2 separate regions of the Danio rerio genome follow, and region 2 is linked to region 1. The links are chromatin contacts, called in public Micro-C maps. All regions are on one chromosome and are shown on one strand. The core of a region is the stretch at or near the end of the contact, and the rest is flanking DNA. Distances in the headings are between cores, read along the strand shown. Region 1 holds the start of mef2aa (myocyte enhancer factor 2aa). Region 2 overlaps mef2aa (myocyte enhancer factor 2aa).

The links. Hi-C and Micro-C count contacts between places; a contact is called where the count stands out from the background.
Region 2: a contact with region 1 is called in a Micro-C map of caudal fin, with 1.8 times the contacts expected there. The contact joins the enhancer-like site here to the promoter of mef2aa in region 1. A contact is called at or near these places in 2 of 18 Hi-C or Micro-C datasets (caudal fin and hematopoietic stem cells).

The regions. Positions count from the first base shown.
Region 1 is chr18:24,581,908-24,589,465 of GRCz12tu, forward strand. mef2aa (myocyte enhancer factor 2aa) reads left to right here and starts at 4,078. Exons shown (of 10, transcript NM_131301.2): 1 at 4,078-4,245. It overlaps LOC103909137 (a long non-coding RNA gene), which reads right to left and starts at 202. Exons shown (of 2, transcript XR_012394313.1): 1 at 109-202.
Region 2 is chr18:24,632,406-24,639,963 of GRCz12tu, forward strand. All of the region lies in intron 2 of mef2aa (myocyte enhancer factor 2aa), which reads left to right. Among named protein-coding and RNA genes, the nearest start is that of mef2aa, 50 kb to the left of the region's middle. Within about 2 kb of position 2,781, at least 7 of the 62 cell types and tissues checked have an H3K27ac peak or open chromatin away from gene starts, as enhancers often do. A contact at or near this core is called in caudal fin, where this site is marked.

The DNA of each region.
Region 1 (7,558 bases), core at 2,828-5,327:
TAAAAGAAACTGAATCACTGATTCTTGTATAAACCTTTCTACGCAGTTTTGCATTGTTTTAACTGTTTTTTATGTAATTCCTTTGATGTCCTGCGTGTCGCTTTTTACCTGCTGTAAAGCGGTTGTAATACAAATTCTCTGTAAGTCCCAGCAAAACAACTCATGTTCAGCACCACACCTCTTCCACAGATCCTACAACTACACGTGACACAGCCACATGCAACGTAAAACGCAGTCAGCCTCTTTTCTCTGATTGGATGCTTACACGACGCCGCAGGATCCGATTGGAGGAGAAAGATGTCACTTCTAAAGCACTGACCCTATTGTTACTGTTGTTTTATAGAACTTACGTCAATCGTATCTAAGGTAGTGCCAGTCTTACGACCATAATAAATATTACAATTGCTCCGCACGTAACGGGCTTTTAGCAAACAGAGACTAATCGCTGCACTTGAGGATTTTACTCGGCAGTGACGCTTTTATTAACTTTTACACTTCCTCGTTGCTCTGACATGCATGTTTAAGTGACTATTCGAGTTGTTTGTTCGCTTTTTAAAACTGTTAAACACGGTGATGTCATGGTGTGGCGGTTAGTGAGCCGTTTCCTCTCGCTCTCTCCTGAAGTTTCGCACTCGCTTAATTTAGCCGCTTTTACTTATGACAAAAGACGGTGTCTGCTAGATTTCCTCCGTGCAGTTTTCATCACGGTTAAGTCGCAGTTCTCGAGTTTATCATATTTGTTTTTAAACTGTAGATGAGACACGAGTAGAGTAGGAGGTGGAGGATGAGGAGGCGGCGTTGTATGGCAAGCCCCTTTCACATTTCCCCCTTAAATCTAACTAGTTTCCGTTTTATGACTTTAAGTTTTAACAAAGTAATGCATTAGTGATAGTCTCAACAATAGTTGTTCTTTGCTGGTGACCACAATCCCAAAACAAACTGATATAGTTTTTCCATTAAACTCTGTGGAAATAGATCTGTGGTTTAGATATGTCTGGACAAGTAGCCTGTGTATTCAAATAGGTGTTTTTTACAGGTTCACGTCTGACTTGTATTGTATTAGGCTAGTGCTTATATCTGTATATGTGTAAACCCAAAAGATAGACCTTCAAGACTCAGTAGTAGCAGTTATATACATACATATATATATATACACGTTAGAGAGAGAGAGAGAGAGTAGTAATTATTTATCAGACACTAACTAACGAGTTCTGATAATTATTTGTCCAAAGTATAATTTTTAATGTACACATACAGTTCAGTTAAATTATACATTCACTTCATTTCTTTGATTCATTCTTCCCTCTACATGTTTTGAGCTACAAAAATATGTTTGTATCTGATTAAAATAGATTGTAATCACCTCATACAAGTGCTCAAAGTTGTGTCTACTATTTTTACATTCTTAGGAGTTTGTACTTGTTCTTATGTTTTGTTTTAGACTGAAACAATGGCTGATTCAGTGTTGACACCTTGTAAACTGAGTTCAAAAACTGTATTATTCCTCTTGTGTATGGTCTCTTAATTTGCATCTCTTGCGATGTATACTGAACTAAAACTGAAGTTTTAAGTAGACATTGCTCACAGTCAAACACAGCCATTTAAAGTATACTTTTTAAACAGGCCTTCAATGCATGTGCATTGCAACAACTTTCAGCACCTCTTCTGGCCTTCAAGGGTCTGTGTGCCATCTCTCACCACAAGTTATAACTCAAATACATATATTTGGATTATTTCATGCAAGAGTCATAAATTATAGTATTTTTTGAATCTCTTTGCAAAATCTGTGATTTACGTAGTAAAAAATTGTCACTGTAGCATGCAAGCATTCGATTATTGGCTGACATGGTGTTTCAGTAGCTAGTATTGTTGCCTAACGGCAAGAAGGTACCGAGTACAAGTCAGTTGTAACTAGATTAGATATGGTTGCGACCAGAAGTTAAACAAAATTATTTATATTATTTATTGAATTTCCCAATAATTGTATTTTATTAATGTCTACCTCCACCCAAATCCTAAACCCAGCCATGTATCCTTTTTAGACTTTATCGTCCAAGTCGTGGCTGGACCAGGAGGTTTTTCTGTCTGGAGTTTGCATGTTCTTCCTGATAAATTCCCAGTTCACGCTGCATGGTTTTAACTCTGAATTTTGCTATCAGAGAGAATCGCAGATGCCTGTGAAATATTTGCCATGCTAAACATATCAGGACCTGTTGGTGATTCAAAATCAAGCTGTGTAAATGTTTTCTGACTGAAAAACACATGAGCGATGACCATCAGCCAATGAGTGAACAGTATACAGGACAGCGGAGAGTTCGGGTACACGAACAAAAAAAGAAACATTTGCTTGATCAGTCGCAGAAGCATTACTTTGCTAAATTATTTATTGACCTTCAACTCTTTTCTTTTTTGTTTTTTGCTTAAAATGTTATTGTAAATCGGTATTTACATAGATTTGAATGGTCTATTTGCCTATTTAAATTTTTTATTTTTTTTGCAGGGTACCATTTACAATCTTGTACATGATCTTGAGGGATTTTATCACTTCACATGTACATTTGTTAGCCAGAGTTGTCTGCGATTATTTGTCACCATGCAGTATTCTCTTGTCACAGAACCATCAGTATGAACACAGCAGCACCTGAATGCTACCCTGGATAGTCATGCAGTATGAAAACAAAAGCAATCCGAGCAATATGAAAATCATGCTCTGTAAACTTGGTCTAAAAGGGACTAAGACTAAAGAAAAGAAAAGTGATTTATTTATAATGTGAGAGTATTTCAAAAATAGGTTCTAGTATGTCATAATTAGGCCCATAATTAGGATTTTTCTGCAGATTTTTTAGCCCATCGTTAATTTTGTTTATTTACTAGAGTAAATGATACTCCCAAAATAATTCTTCAGAAATCCGCTTATTTTTACCAAAATTCTCCGCAGAAATAGCAAAAAATGTCCGCAAATTCCGTCTGGCCCTATTCATAATGCAACAATAGAGCTGAAATACATTCTAGTCATTTGAATGCACTAGTAATTAAAGTAAACTGTAAGTTACTGAGACCTTTATTTCAGAATGTTGATACTGAAACAATACTTGATACTTCCACCTGAAACTAAATGTTGAGTAGGAGGTGTGGCTTGTAGCAAACTAATGGTAAGAGGGGTGTGGCCATTAAATTGAAAAGGACTGCCACTCCAAACTTGGAATCAGATGGTCAGACTTTCACTGAAGATTATCAAACAATTTTTGTTTAATGATTTAACTTGCACTGATTCATTGTTCACCTTAAAGGCTAATTTATACTTCTACTTCAATCTGCGTATGGTCCGGTGCAGCCTTCACAAAGTCACATAACCCTCGCTGTGGCCGACGCTGAAGCACACCTCTCAAAAAATGTAACTACACGTTGCAATGACTCTTAGCACAAGCTCTGTGATTGGTCGTTTTGGTAGCAATGATGAGCGTGGGCAGTGCTGAGAGCCGCAAGACCGATAGAGCTGTTTACAAGTGTGAAGTCCCGTGAAGGTGCTCCAGATGGAAATGTTTGTTTTGTGTTCACCTTATGATTAAAGTTGTTGCACGCTAGTTTGAGCCTCTAAATGAGCAAGTTTTAGCTTCTTCGTTCAGAAAAAAACAAAATACTCCTGAAAAAACTCAACACAGAGGAACATAAAAACTTACTGCCAGTTAACTTTTCGCAGATGTTATTGTAGAGCAACACAAACAGCACAATGAAGTATAAATGCACAGCTACGTGCAGGGCAGGCACCATGGGTCACGCCGATCACCCAACGCAGAAGTAGGCTATAAACCAGCAAAATGACTTACAATGTGCACCGGCAAACAAACATTGTAAATCTTAATTTTACACAGACTGTCAGTAGGGATATTTTAAAACCACTAGGAGGCTTATTTGTGACAACAGAGCAGTTACAAGTAAAACTTAAAAAAAAAACTGGTAATTTCAGATCTTATTAATTGTAACACACAAGTAACAGTGGCCTATATAACATATGTTAAAACGGCTTGCCGTATGAGGTTGACTCCGTCTAGTTATCGTCATTTAGAGGAGGAGCTTATGTTGTGACAAGAGCGACTGCTGCTTCTTCTGAGTTTGTCAGCTCAGCTCCCGAAAATAGAAGCCGTGTGTCAATGTGACTGAAAATACATTTATGTCACAGTGTATCCACGGGAGTCACTGATACACAGTATCTATATACAGCGAGGGGGACCACGGAGAAAAAAGGTGAGTCGCAAAAATAGTAACAATGTTACACAGCAGCGGACTCAGAGAGAGGGAGAGAGAAGAGAGGAGGGAGTCGTGGAGTGAGATTGGATGAGCGCAAATTAAACGCGTTACAATTCGTTTGGGAAGCTTAAACATGTTTGTCATGTGCGTGTCTCAATGGTCGGCAACAAGCTCGAAGTGTTTTGTCCCGAGTCGTGCCTTCAGACTGAAGGACAACACTGTTTATCGTGCTCGTAATTCTCTGTAGAAGAGCTCGTGCGTGGTTCAGTTCACTTTGACACTTGGCAAATGTTGCGCCGAGTCTCTCATCATTGTTTCCCGGGCGTTGTTAAATGTCTTTGGAGGAGCTATTGAAAAAAGACCGATAGCTTATAATGGCGCTAAAGTAAAGAAATTTTGTGTATACTTAACTTTGGAAACCGTTAAGCTTTCACTCAGGGATATTCAGGATTCATTGGCTGAAAGGGTCACCTGCAGAAGTTCACAACTTGAGAATAGAGCTAGTTTACCTTCAGAACTTATGCGATTGAATTTTTGTTGATTCTAATGTTTCATTGTGTTGCTTTTGAACATGTTGACAGTCTGGTTAAAGTAGCACGTTGTATATATGTAATTCATTCTAACTTTGATTTTTGGACAGCACAGTTGTTTAAAGCACCAAAACTAGTTCTGACAACTAGAAGTGGTAGCGCAATTTTCGTAGACGTCAGAGGATGCAATTTGTGATGAGTAAATGTTTTACATTTTAATACACATTAAACACGCACTGTTTGCAGGGTTGAAATGTAGGGCATTGCCTCCGTAACTAAAGCACGTCCGATCACTTTATCAATCTATCGTATATCTTTGTCTTTTATCTATTAAAACTAACTTTAAAGTAATTTCGGACATTTTTCTGTCTGATATGGAGATGGTGCTGGTCTGTTAAGAAGTTTTGTTTAGTTGACATAACAGCAATAAGTGTCACATTGGTGAACCGTCTCAGATTTATTGGAGTCACACTATATGTTAGTGAATAAACTGAGACAAGTGTAAATTGATCCCATCAATTATATTATAATAGCTTTTCAATTGTGATTTAATGCTATTTGTGGGGTCACGCGGTTCTGTTACAAACAAGTGAGAGGTCTAGATATTGTGTGGTACATCATTGTGACTCATCTGCAAGGCCATTAAACTACAGCAGTGTTATTCAATTAAAATTTTTAGTTCATTTTAATTTATTTGTAGTATTATTGGATTTGATTTAATTAGCATTAGGGTCATAAAATGCCCAGTTTTGACTTCTCTCTAAACAAACAAACAAACAAACAAACAAATGTAAGCTAAAGTTCTTATTCTGAATAGTTTGAAGCAAAACTGATTTGATGTTATTCTCAGCACCTTCATAAAGGCTTAATTCAAACCAGCTTTAATAGTTTAGTACAAACTATAGCAGGAAAAAATAAATTTAATTAACAAACAGTGCTTTAAATGCATTACCTTTGTGCCACAATCGTTTCACTGTAAATCCTTTTTTTTTTTTGTTGTGCTGTGTGTTCTTTCTGCAAGAGCTGCTGACTTGGACATGCACAGTGAGGGAACAACCTAATCATCCACATGCAGAGAGTGTAGTACTTGTGCTTGTAAGATTACACATGCCTCTGTTAATGGCTCTGTAGCCCGCCATTTAGTTATCAGCAAAGTGCCTTAGGCTTTCCTTAAACGCTACATTACAAGATGTCATTTTGACCTTCAGAAAAAATGTGTTAGGTGAGTTATTATAAATAATTCATATTGATAAAGATATAAAATTGATCAAATCAATACAAAAGCAAGACACAATGTCTTGACCTGTTGTCCTAATGTCAGAGGCTAAATGCGTTCATAGTATTGCTCATTGCTTGTGTCTGAAAGGCATTGTAATTACGAGGCACACGAGATAGACAATCAGGTCACGGTACATAATCATGAAAATGACCTCAGGAGGAATGTTTGTCTGCTGATTGTTTGCTGGCTTTTAAGAAGCTTAAAATCAGTGGACATAGCCCCTTGCCGTTAATTCAGTGATAAATATTTAAAATTTTAAAGATGCACCGAAAGATTGTTTTATAGAAAAGCAAGTGTTTTGTTCTAAAATGAACATATGTATTAGTGTTTGTTTTGAATTTGAGCACATTGTATTTGTTATAAAGACATGAAATACAGTAACACAGATAATTAATTTCTGTATTTACATCTGTAATTACACTGTTGTAATTATCCCATCTGCAAAAAAAGTAATGTTTGCAATATAGCAACATAATAAGTACAATACATTATATCAAACAATAAATCCATAGTAGTCAAAGACTCTAAAGTTAAATTAAAATATGTAATGTGGCAGGACTGAAAAAAGATGCTTGTCAAGAGGCAAATGTGAGTTAGAAATCAGCGTCAATTCGTTTATGAAACTGCATCACTTACCAGTTGGCCGGTAACTATAAATAAATAGCAGTGTCTTGTAACGTGGTGTGGTATAACTGCTGTATTGAAACAAAATTAATATGCATATTCTCTATTCTATAAATATTTAATGCGCTGCATCATTTACAGCGAGGCAAACATCTTTATACGTTGTATTAGAAGGGTTTACAGCTGTCAACAAAAGAGTATTTTATATAATAATAATAATAGTAATATTAATACCAAAAATTTAATAATTCTTATATACAATAAAAAGTAGTAATATTAAATGCTTTATAATTCCATAATATAATTATTTATATTTATTTATTTATAGTGGAGCAATTCTATGGAAATGTCAACCTTGCCATGAAAAAAATTAAGTTTTCGCCAAAATATCGAAACTGTTTCTGCGTTTTTTGTGCAAGCAAGTATTTTACATGCTTTAAAAATACTCAAAAATGTCTCTGTTAATGTTTTAACTATTATAATTGATTTACTAAAATCACACAAGTGCCAATTTCACATCTGTCACATCCATCATGGATCTTTTTCCTCATAAATGCAAATAAATAAATAAATAAATAAAATGATTTGTTTTTGTTCTATAGTGAGCCGACTCTTTTCCTTTCGATTAGCGTTAATTATTTTGGGTTGTTTTGGGTTAGGCAGTTTAATTCACAGAATTTCTACAAAGTAAAGTTATATACAGTAAACTTTTTCCGTCACATCCATAACACATGTTCCTCATTTAAAATCTAAAAATGTTTACAGATTGATATTTTTTTCTGCTCCTATAACTATGTGGTTAGTTGTTTTTTTGAAAATATAAACAGATGATTCAAGACAATGTTAACATATACTTTCTCTGTGAATTCTGTGTTTT
Region 2 (7,558 bases), core at 1,531-4,030, 49 kb after region 1:
GACTTGATATGTTATATGAGAAACTTGCTTTGTTTACCCTATAAGTGGATTGGATTTGCATTGAAAACATAAAATGAAAGTTATATTCATTCATTCATTCATTTTCTTTTTCGGCTTAGTCCCTTTATTAATCCGGGGTCACCACAGCGGAACGAACCGCTAACTTATCCAGCACAAAGTTTTATTTCATACAATATGTTTTTAGTTGTGATACTCCCAAAATCATTTCGTATAAATGAGCTGAATTCTTACTAAATTTCAATGCAAAAATAGCAAAAAATGTCCGCAGATTCTGTATAGCGCTGTTTATGATCAAATAGATTTTGTTTGACTTTATTTGTATTTAATGTAAAATAAAAATAAAAATGAATAGCTGTAAAGTATGTGTAAGTACACAAAATGATGGTTGAGTATTTTTTTTTTTTTTACTGAGCCGTTATTTACTGGATAAATTTTGGCAGTGTTTTTAATTAAATTCAACTATGGGTTTAACTTTATTCTGATGATCTTTATTTTAACGCTTTTTGTTGAATTTAAGTTACATTGCATCTACATTCTAACTAATTCTTTTTAGAATATAAGTAGACTGTTAGGTTGGGTTTAGGGTTTGGGTTAGTGTAAGTTGACATATTCTTGCAAAGTTTCTTATAGTCAGGTAAATGCCTGTTGAAGGAGCAGTTATTAAGCAGACAGTATTCTTATAGTCAAACGAGGATTAATTGGCATGTAGCTGAACAAAATGTGCAAAAAGGGCCATCAAAATAAAGTCTAACCCAATTATGTTAAATTAAAGACAAAATTCAGTATAAAAAATACATATGAACTAATAGAGTTGACTTTATAGGAAGAGAACCTGTTAATTGTTTTTGATCAATATTTATAAATATATTAACAATAACAAAACAAAATTAACTAAAAAATTACAAATTCGATTTTAATAATAACATATTCAGCTCTTATTCATTGTTGAAATGGTATAGACAGTACTTTTTCGATCATTTGTTTTCATGATAGATTAACTTCTAATCTAATGTTAAACGTGAAAAATGGTAAAATGGTGAAAGTATAGGCTTATAAAGTGCACACATTTAGATAAATGCTGTTCACTTGAGTTAATTTCTCAAGCCATGTACATTTAACGACGTGCCTGAGGTAAATGTAATGCATTGTGACATATTGTTTACAGGCTGCAGTGTTTTATTGATGTCTTTCCATGACTAAAACACTGAGATGTTCATTCATGTTTATTTTCTGCTATAACTAGAACATCAAAACAACATTTACTTTTTATACTCCTACTTAAATTACCCCAATTTTAAATATTATATATTTCCTGTGGCGACGTAGTGGCACAGTAGGTAGTGCTGTCGCCTCACAGCAAGAAGATCGCTGGGTCGCTGGTTCGAACCTCGGCTCAGATGGTGTTTCTTTGAGGAGTTTGCATGTTCTTCCTGCATTCGCGTGGGTTTCCTCCGGGTGCTCTGGTTTCCCCCACAGTCCAAAGACATGCGGTACAGGTGAATTGGGTAGGCTAAATTGTCCATAGTGTGTGTGTGTGTGTGTGTGTGTGTGTGTGTGTGTGTGAGTGAATGTTTCCCAGAGATGGGTTGCGGCTGGAAGGACATCCGCTGCGTAAAAGCCTGCTATATAAGAGAGCTTTTTTTCTGGGTTGCTTTTCATAACACTGTCAGTTGGGTTCAGGGAAGTGGGTGGGCACTGGTCAATCGGTGCTTTTTAAAGCAGTATCGGTTGGGTTTAAGGAAGGGGGTGGGTGGGATTGTCAATTGGTCAGTCAGTCAATCAGTCAGTCTTTTTACAACAGGCTCTGGTGAATTTACGCGAGTACAGCAGAAATTTGAGAGCTTTGATTTTTGAGAAGCATACAAAGCAGCGTCTGCCAGATTCGCTAAAACAGAAACAGCAAAAAAAAACATAGCTCCTAGAACATATTTAGTACTCTTTAGAAATGTATATAGTGGTACGGTATTCAGAATGAGCCTGTCTTGGGAATTACACTGTTGACCATCCGTTACACCTTAACCCACCCTTAAACCTACCCATAACACCAAACCTGTTCCTAACCCTACCCGTAACCCACCTAAAGACCACCAGAAGTATTCTGTGATGTATTGTAAACACAGTATGCTCTTTATGTTTATTTTTTAATGCAACTACATAGTAGTTCAGGTCACCTAATATAAAGAGAGACTTACATTTTGATCATGCATCACCTATAAAGACCGATCTTACGTTTTAAGGATGAATATCCATTTGTTTTCAAAACTTTAAATCCCTGACTTGTCGTGGTTAACACACTGTATTTGTTTACTAAACACATTCTTACCAAACCAAAGGAATGTATGTAGGCCCCTAGTAATAGCTTAATGTTATGAAAACCCCAGTCCTGCTTAAATTACAGTTACACATGAACAACATAATATAAAGTTCATTTCCGGGTGAATTAGTCCTTTAACAGTGATTTGAGAGCCAAACAGGTTTTTCTGGCTGTCCGGAATGAAGAGCTTTGAACGTGAGACGATTCTGCTGGTGCTGTAACACTCTCCTGGACCTGATTAATTATAGGGAAAAAAGGTGAAGTGAGGGAGGAGGTTGAGGGATGCCAGAAGCGTTGTCATTGGAATGAGGTTTAAGCAGCCGTTTATATATCATTAGCATTGTGATTGACAGCATTAAATAATCACGCTCTTGGCACTTTTTTTCTTTCTAGAACTCCACAAAGCCTACAAAGAAACTCTCTATTTGTTGTGAAAGCTAGAAACTGTAGGGCTGCTTGGAGGTGAGATTACTCACACGTGCACATTATGCCAGTTCACTGTAAATGTGTAAAACAAACATTGTTCCTATCAGATACACTGACATAGCTGCTTTCTGTTAAATATGACTAGGGCTGATAAGGCATGTGCAGTATATCATCAGCAGAGTCAGTACAGCCAGATAATTGGAGAACAAGGCTTTGTAATGAACCATCATCCATCAGTCTAGTTGCTTTTTTCCCAGCGTCTCAATAACTTACATCTGTTTTTTAGATTATTATTAACTTGTTAGCCAGTGCGACCTTGACTGTGAGGTGAGTTGTATACTGTATAGGTACTTCATACATACAATCAATGCTGTATATGTATAACATATTTTATATTCCATGTATTAAGTAAATTCAGTAAATCAAGACTGAAAATGATCTTCTATAGCCATATGTGTAGATTTTTCCAGCATGTTTCATAGTTTAATTTTAAAAGAGGCACAGGAGGCTGCTTATGAAATATTAATAACTGATTATATTGTAGTTATTGCATACAAAATCGCAGCAAAAATAAGTTGTTTTTGCTAAATATTTTTTGTTAAATATCTTACTTAAATAGCGAGTTTAGTGCTGTACATGTATAGCACATTTTATGCACCATGATAACATCATGCTAACTATTAATGACATATTTTATTTTAAATTTTATTGGTCTTCACTTCATTTTATTCCTAGTTTTTGCTTTAAATAGCAAGAAAGGTGCCATATTATTTGACTATTTTTATATTCATTTTTAGAAAACTTGATAACCACGTTTTAATAGCAGTGGAATAACTCTTATTTTCAGTCATATTAAATAAAATATTTGCTACTCTTACCAGTTGTGATTTTTCTGAAAAAAACTAAAGTTTTGAATTGACTGTTTTTATTTTAAACCAGAAATAAATGTTATCAGACCTTCAAAGAATAAACATAACATTATCTCAATATTTTTAATAAAACATAATAATATAAAACCTGTTTTTTTTTCATCAAAACCAATGCTTAAAAAATTTGAATAAAAAAAAAAAAAACCTGAAACTAAAAATAGTCTTCCATAGCCATACTATATATGTAGATTTGTTCTAGCATGTTGCATATACTGTAAAAGTTGAAAAATCCTGGTTGCCTTAAATTTTTAGGTTAAATTAATTTAACCTTATGAGTCCTTTGAACTTATTTAATGTTAAACTGACATACAGCAGCTTGCGTAACTTATAAAATCAAGTTAGAACATGATTAACGTAAGTTGTAGAAGTTACAATGACCTAAAAACCTGCTGTCGGGACTAATTGATCATACACATTTTCACAATGTATTTTTTATTTTAAAAAAAGACACAGAGGAATGGCTGCATATGGAATATTAATATCTGATTAAATTGTAGTTAATGCATACAAAAAAAAAAAACATTGCGGCAAAAACAAAACCCATGACAAGTTATAGCCTTGTCTTAATCCTTTGTGGCATAGATTCAACAAGTACTGGGAATATTCCTCAGAGATATTTGTCCATATTGACATGATAGCATCACGCAGTTGCTGCAGATTTGTTGCCTGCACATCCATGATGTGATTGTCCTGTTCCACCACATTCCAAATGTGCTCTATTGGATTGAGTTCTGGTGACTGTGGATGCCATATAAGGAACTTTTTGTAATGTTTAAGAAACCAGTCTGAAATGATTCATGCTTTATGATATGGTGCATTATCCTGCTGAAATTAGCCATCAGAACATGGGTACACTGTGGTCATAAAGGAATGGACACGGTCAGCAGCAATGTGGCGCTGTGGCGTTGATATGATGCTTAATGGGTATTAATGAGTCCAAAGTGTCCCAAGAAAATATCCCTCTCACCATTACACCACCACTACCACCTTGAACCATTAATACAAGGCAGGATTGATCCATGCTTTCATGTTGTTGATGCCAAAATCTGATCCTACCATCTGAACGTGGCAGCAGAAATCGAGTCTTATCAGACCAGGCAAAGTTTTTCTAATGTTTGCCTGTGCAGTTTGCTGTTCTTAGCTGACAGGAGTGGCACCTGGTGTGGTCTTCTACTGCTGGAGCCCACCCGCTAATGATTCGAAGCGTTGTGCTTTCAGAGATGCTCTTCTGCGTATCTCGGTTGTAGTGAGTGGTTATTTGAGTTACTGTTGCCTCTCTATGAGCTCGAAGCTGTTTGACCTTTCTCCTGTGACCTCTGGCATCAACAAGGCATTTGCGCCCAAAGAACTGCCGCTCACTGGATATTTTCTCTTTTCAGAGCATTCTCTGTAAACCCTGGAGATGGTTGTGCGTGAAAATCCAAGTAGATTAGAAGTTTCTGAAAAACAACCTGTCTGGCACCAACAACAATGCCAGGTTCAAAGTCACTTAAATCACCTTTCTTTCCCATTCTGATAGTCAGTTTGAACTTGGGCAGATTGTCTTGACCATGTTTATATGCCTAAATGCATTGAGTTGCTGCCATATGATTGGCTGATTAGAAATTTGTGTTAACAAGCAGTTGGACAGGTGTGCCTAATAAAGTGGCCATTGAGTGTATATTAAAATAAATGCTATGATTTTAAAGAAAAAATAATAATAAGTGTACTGAATTATTATACTGAATATTATACTGAAATATTATGATAAACTGTGGGAATATTTTCTTTAAAACTCTGTTTTGCATATGTATGTGGAATACATTTTATAACTATAAATGTTCTATAACTCCATTGTAAGTTGTCATTTTATTCTCTCCAGGCTCATGAACAATTAGATTCAAAGCAGGCCTCGTGAATCAGTGCCAAATGACATCCTCTCTGCTATATCTCTGTTCAAGACACTACCACTCCAACAGTGTGCCAGACCATCTCAGGGAAATAAACAGAGACTCAAGATCAACAAAACACACTCGTGCTGTAATAGAGTTCTGGCTAGTGTGACACAAGTCATTCAGCGCTTCACCCAGTCGGTCTGCGCTGCAGGACCGTAGCTTGTCTATGTCTGTTAAGTTGACAGAAATGTCATGACACAGTGCATTACGCTTCTGGACCCGCAGTCTCTGAGACGGCATGACAGCTCACAAATACGATTTAGAGCAACAAGCCTGGATACATGTAATTACATTGTGCTATGTTTGGATAAGCAGAACAGTATTGTTATGCGCACACAAAACCAGATAAAGCCCTCAACTTCAACCATGTAAATTTTCAATCAAGGAGCTTGTAAGACTCAGGATGGTTAATCCAAATGTTTTCATTTCAGTTCGACTGATTAAAAAAAGCAAACAAATAAGAAAACGTTTGGTTTTAATCTCTGGAGTTTGAAATTGTTCATGGGCAGTGAATGGAATGTGGTTTTACAGCTTGGTGCATTGAAAAATTGTTAATCCCTCTCTTTTTTTTTTTTTTTTGTCTTCATAGTTTTAGCCTAACACGAATCAACCTGCAAAACTCTCATTGTTGTAGCATTTCGAAACACAATTCCATCAGCAAGTTTTGAATATGCCCAAAATGCACAATATGCAGCACATGCCGTGAGGACAAACGTCGAAGGATAAGCCAAGCGCTTTTCCTTCCTGCTGGGGGTCATGGTGGCTGAGAAAGAACAGTGTTGGTCTCACAGTCCCGGTGTCATGCGGTATAGGGAAATGTCTGATTTTGCCTGCCTGTTGTCAGAGTTTCCTTCTGTGGACAGACAGCGTGATCTCACTCCTAATAGAGACCTGCAGACACCTAAACACCCGTTTCTGTTCAGCCAGTAATTATAGTGTTTATTTCCTATGGGTCAGTTGCAGCCTCCTGGTCATCAACTTCCACATCTTTTTGCTGGCATGGTGTGGCTACAAAGAGCGGCGTGCTCTTTCTGCCTCTCTGGAGGAGAGAGTTTCTGCCCTCCCTCAGCGTCTCTCAGATGTGAGATGTGGTTACATAGGCATTTTCTATTTACGTGTTCATCTGTGTCCATGCTGGACGGAGATGATGAATGCTTCCTCTGAGAGCTGGCCGGCTCTTTGTGGGCAGGTTAGCAAGGGGAGACAGGGACAGAAGAGGGAGCGGGGGTGACTTTTGGGCTCCCAGGGGGCAAGCTGTGCTCTGAACCTTCTTGACTTGGCTTCCACGCATTCTCTCTCACGTGTGAATTGCCTCATCTGGCCCAGAGGATTTAAACTAATGTCAGCCCAAGACTGGGTGCACTCTTAATCATCTTAGGAGCGAGAGCTGGCAACAGCAGGGGTTGTGAGAGGGGAGAATCAGGCCTGCTTGCTGTCTCCTGAGACGCCGGTATTGTGTCCTAGGTTGAGAGATGCAGACAGAGAGATATGTGGGAAGGAGGAAACGGAGTAAAGAAAACAGAACGAGTTGACCGAAGAGACATTATGCACCGTGTGCATTCTCAAACCAGACAGATGACTTTATGACCCGCTTATTGGTGTCATATTGGCTTACCTGCTAAGACTTGCTGCTCTTTAAGCCTGAAGTCAGCAGGAAGCATCCACATGCTTTTCGTCTTTACTTATTAGGCTGTTGTCTTTCGCTCTGTTAACTGACTCTGTCAGAGAGTTGTCAATCAGCTGTGTAGGGATGTCATTATGATGCTCTGTAACAATTGTGTGCATATTAGAGAAAGCTCAGATGGAACGTTTGACAATTTGTATTTTTGGAGGGTATGATGTGTAAAAATAAAACTTTAAACTGGAAATGTATTCTATCTAAATAAACAACAGTTAAAAAGTAAAATCGTTTGTTTCACATGGTACTAGGAATT